Linked DNA regions of Danio rerio: region 1 is linked to region 2. The links are chromatin contacts, called in public HiChIP or PLAC-seq maps. All regions are on one chromosome and are shown on one strand. Each heading gives the region's core, a stretch centred on a gene start, on an enhancer-like site or on the middle of the called end of the contact. The rest is flanking DNA. Distances are from core to core; before and after follow the strand shown.

The links. HiChIP or PLAC-seq counts read pairs in DNA pulled down with a chosen protein or histone mark.
Region 1: an H3K4me3 HiChIP or PLAC-seq map of gastrula embryo shows a contact between it and region 2, with 3 times the contacts expected there. The contact joins the promoter of e2f4 here to the promoter of cnot1 in region 2. A contact is called at or near these places in 2 of 4 datasets of contacts at active chromatin or transcription factors (embryo and gastrula embryo).

The regions. Positions count from the first base shown.
Region 1 is chr25:18,358,795-18,361,494 of GRCz12tu, forward strand. It overlaps e2f4 (E2F transcription factor 4), which reads left to right and starts at 1,273. Exons shown (of 10, transcript NM_213432.2): 1 at 1,273-1,738. The coding sequence starts at 1,583.
Region 2 is chr25:18,254,583-18,257,282 of GRCz12tu, forward strand. cnot1 (CCR4-NOT transcription complex, subunit 1) reads left to right here and starts at 1,255. Exons shown (of 49, transcript NM_001079951.2): 1 at 1,255-1,362.

The DNA.
Region 1 (2,700 bases), core at 23-2,522, 100 kb after region 2:
GTTATGTCATTTGCATGGTCAAGATGAGGGTTTGTACAAATGTGTATGTGCCTATACTTATTTTAGATGTTTAAATATCTATCGGTTTATCCATCTGTCAGTCTCAATGTTTCTCTTTCTCTCTCTCTTTGTCCATCCATCAGTGCATCTATTTCTGATCTATGTCAGTCATTCTTTCAGTAAATCTGCTTGTCTGTGGATCCATCCATTCATCTGTCCGTCTATCTATCTATATCTGTCAGTCTCATTGCTTCTCTTTCTCTCTCTCTTTGTCCATCCATCAGTTTATCTATCTATCTATCTATCTATCTATCTATCTATCTATCTATCTATCTATCTATCTATCTATCTATCTATCTATCTATCTATCATCTATCTATCTATCTATCTATCTATCTATCTATCTATCTATCTATCTATCTATCTATCTATCTATCTATCTATCTGTCTTTGCATTCAACTGTCTGTCTATCTATCTATCTATCTATCTATCTATCTATCTATCTATCTATCTATCTATCTATCTATCTATCTATCTATCTATCTATCTATCTATCTATCTGTCTTTGCATTCAACTGTCTGTCTGTCTATCTGTCTATCTATCTATCTATCTATCTATCTATCTATCTATCTATCTATCTATCTATCTATCTATCTATCTATCTATCTATCTATCTATCTATCTATCTGTCTTTGCATTCAACTGTCTGTCTATCTGTCTATCTATCTATCTATCTATCTATCTATCTATCTATCTATCTATCTATCTATCTATCTATCTATCTATCTATCTATCTATCTATCTATCATCTTTGCATTTAACTGTCTGTCTATCTATCTATCTATCTATCTATCTATCTATCTATCTATCTATCTATCTATCTATCTATCTATCTATCTATCTATCTATCTATCTATCTATCTATCTATCTATCTATCTATCTATCTATCTATCTGTCCGTCCGTTTGTCCGTCCGTCCGTCCATTTAGTGATAAAACAATCAGGCAAAATAAAAATTGATGTAAAATGCAACAAAAAACAGCAAATATATTGTTTTAATTATATTAAGGGTCAATTATTCAAATACGACAACATCTGTGAATAGAAAACTTTGCATTTTTCAATTTAGCACACGACAAAGAGAAAAACCGGTGTCTGTAGCCCCCACATGGTCGTTTCAGTTCAACGACGCCGCTTTTATCGCCCCCCTCAGGCCGCTTTACGCAATGCAGGAACCCTCCAATTTTTTTATCAGGTCATCCCATGATGCACTGCGCCTTCAACGGCTTCAGTCATTCAAGCAGCTCAGCGCTGGTGCTCGTAAGACCTCCTGTTCTGTTAGGCCATCTGGGTTGGGGTGATCCGTGTCCCAAACCGGACCAGACCCCGAACAGCGGTCGCAGCTCTGTCATTTTGTGGACAACTTTCCCGTCCATGGTTCGCAAATCGCCGGTCGTTGACGGGAAGCGAGCGTTTACGCGGCAGGAGCGGTGCTGTCAGCGATATAGCAAGCAGAAAGCGTTATTTATGCAACCATAAACACAACTGCGGGGATTTATTAATACTTCAACATCATCCTGATGGATTTAGAAACCGGAAGAAACGACCTGGGAGCGATGGGAGAGTCGCTGCAGCCGCAGACCCCCAGTCGCCACGAGAAAAGTCTCGGACTGCTCACCACCAAATTTGTGACTCTACTGCAGGAAGCGAAGGACGGAGTGCTGGATCTGAAAGCTGTAAGCACGACATCAGCTCATCACCATCACCATCACCTATACATCTGTACAATATCACACACGCGCTCGCGAGACACACAGCGCATGCACCGCGTTTATCTTTTAAAATGTGCATGAATACAGATAAACTGCAGATCTTGTAAAAGTTGCCTGAAAGTTGCTTTGCTAAGGGAGGAGGGGGTCGCGTGCACGCACATCCCCTCACTCAACTCCCACGACAATACACTAGCTCATTTACTAAATTAGACTAGTCAGCTAACAAGTTGCAAATGTAATGTCACTGCAGTCGGCAGTTCTATAATCCGCTCCGGTGTTTGTTGTTGTACGCCGGAGTTTATTTGCGGTGGAAAAGTAGTTTCCATCCGGGCTGAAAACTCAAACAAAAGCCTTCAAAACAAGCACGTGCTCTGGAGTTTTGGGAAATTTAGGCCTATGCAAATGGTGGAGTTGCAAAGCATGCTTTAGAGTTTAAACCTGGTTTTTGTATGTATAAATATATTATAATGCAAATATGTTGTTTTGAAATGTCCTATGTTGTTTGGAGTTTAGATTTGCGCAGGCGCTACTCGAAGTGGACCGCATCTAGTTCGGTTGCTTGTCAAATCTGATTTTTTTATCTCTTAGATTAGTTACGGTACATTTTAAAGAAATTAGCATTTTGTCTATATTTTCACTCTCATATTTGTTCCGAACATTAGTTTTTAGTGGGACCACTAAAAGAGATGTTAGGCTGAATGACAGCCTCGGTCACCATTCACTTTCTTTACACTGAGTTAAGATGCACTTCTAGTGAATGGTGACCAGACAAGTCTTTCACAATATGACTAACATTTAAAAAGTCGCATGAACATTTGTAAATGATCAAGTGTTTTTAAGTCAACTGTTGTGTTTAGGATTGCGTATATAAAACATTTTCAATATGCAATAAAAACTTTATATTTAATCATCTGTTCTGTTGGATG
Region 2 (2,700 bases), core at 5-2,504:
TAAACTCTAAATGGTTTTTAGAGCAAACATCAATTTTCATACTTTCCTACAACAATGATGAACATTCCAGGCCCATAGCCAGGGGGTTCGGGTGGTTTGAAAGACCCAGTCCCCACTGACAAAGGTGCAGAATTTGTCCCATGCATGACCTCATTTCTTTTATTTTGACTGCTATTCTGTCATAAATTGTGAACAAAATCCATCGAAGAAGACCGAGTGGAATCCTCTGTTGCTGTCGTGACTTCAGCTGATGTGTTCTGGCCAGTGCAAACATTTATTTTTCATGAGTCCAACATCTGTGCCAGAAAACATACAATTTGACGAAAGTTAAGCTATCGTTCACTACTGACCTACTGTATTGTTGCTAAATAAAGAAAACTACAAGAAACTTCTATTCTAAATCGTGGAACTTATTCATGAAACACAGGCAGCCCATTTTACATTTAATTTTAATAATAATCAGGCTATTGTTTTCTGTGAATTTTCAATTGAACTTTTTACAAGAGACAAATCAAAAATAATTGTGAAGCTCTACATTAATATTGTTTATTTTTTTATTCAAATGACCAAATTCTAACTAAGGTAATTTGAATGTGCTGGTTAGATTGTTATTTGCCTAAATAAATTAACATAAGATGCATTTAAAAAAAAAAAATATATATATATATATATATATATATATATATATATTTTTTTTTTTTTTTCTTAACGATAAATCACATAATAAATTAGTATTTTAAAGTTTTTTTTCAAAATCTTAAAGAAAATTTTTTGGTACATCAAAAATGACCAGCTATTTAAACAAAAAGGTGCTTAAAATATTATTAGAATGCAGTATTTAAACCTCATAATGAAATAGAAGATGAGGCGAATAACTGCAAAAGGACTTTATGAGGGGAAAAAAAGAACCATCGTTATCACCACCAGGCTGGCTATGGGCCTGCATTCAGTATACACTCGATGTATTACATCAATAAACTGTGTTTTTTAGAGATATGTTCTTGTTTAGAAAAAAAAAGAAGCATCTTCTTACAAATCTCCGTTGTTGTTGTAAATCCGTTCACACAGCAACAGGTGTGTGTTCGCATCTGCGCAGATCTCCGTCTTTTTATAGTGTTTGTGCGCACAGGGAGAGGCGGGGCGCGGTGGCAGCGCGCATCACTTCATATGTTGCGTAGTCGCGAGCTCGTGCGCGAGCTCAATAAGCACCGCACTGGGTGCGCGCGCGTGCCGTGACAGTCGCCATTTTATTTTGAAAAATCCAAACCGAACCGAGGGAGAAAGCGACCTTTTATCCGTCAAGATCAGAACGAAGAAACACGACGAAAATGATCATCCGCACGTAATTTTTCCAGGATCGAGGTAACGCGTCCACTCTCTGCGCTCGGCGCTGCGCTATAATCCCCCAAAGCGCTGGGGATATAAATTGGTTATCATATGTTGTCTGCTCGGCTAATTTAACGTTAGCTTGTTAGCGTGTAGCTTACCTTGCTTGTTTAACGGCCAAAAACTCCTAAGAAGCAAATTTGCCCTACGCGCGGGATGGTGGAAATATCTGTAACGGCCTGTAGGAGTTCGGTTGGTGATATGAATCACATTAATTGTGGAGAGCCTTCTAGTCATGACCAGGGCTCGTGTTGGTGCTACATGATCACTGGTGTGATTTAGACTCCGAGTTTGGTTTCTCCAACCACATAAATGTGTTGAGTGAGGCCCAGTAAACAGCAGTATGGCTATATGCTAAACTGCATGGCTGCTAATGTTCACTAACACTGCTTTACACAAACTTCCATGTTTACTATCATGTAGTACACCACTAACGTTACCAGTGCATTTATTACGCCTTTACATGAGTCAGGCTGCCAGATATTCTTACTAGAAGTGGAAGTGTGTGCCAGTGTTTTACTAACACTTGACTTGCATGAGATCATCATGGGTTGAAGATGCATAAGAACCATTTTTGTGTATTTCTAACGTTAATGTCCTAAACAAACCAGACGCCAGGTTCCTGTCAGTTAGGTGAGCATGTCGGGAACAGGCTAAGTGCTCGTCACCGTTTGAAACAATGAGGTTTACGCTGTTAGCTTAGCCTAGCTGTTAGCATGCTCTGGATTAGCACGACTGTTACTGAATCTGACAGAAATTGTGGTTTAAAATGCCGAGAGAGTTTGTTTTGAGATGATTAGAGCCATTGGCTGATAAACGCATTTAGATTGTGTGTTTTAGGGCACAACTGTGTACATTTTAAATGTGTAAACAAAAAGTTTGGTTTAAGATGAGTTAGCACTAGGATTGCTAACGGTGTTTTCCACAGTCGAGCTGGGAGTGTTTGAGTTGAACTGAAATGTTAGTTACGAGCTTGTGAATATAACCTGATAATTTGTTATGCAGATTGATTTGTGTTTATATTATCTATTAAATGCATTAGTTAGTTTGGTTTTGTGTTTAGCTTTTGCAAACAAAACTATAACGCTAGTTTCTGCTGTTCTTAGCATTTATTTGAGTTTATTTGATTTTATTGCTTTTATTTAATGTTTCAAGGAAGTACTTTTTGTAAAAAACTCATTTGAGTTGTACAATTCACACCTGCTTATATTACTTTACTAAACGCCACACTTCAGTTATTAAACTCATTATTATACAGCTGTGTCAGTTAGTGTTGCATGAACCACAAACACTTAAAGTTTATTTACTCGGTTT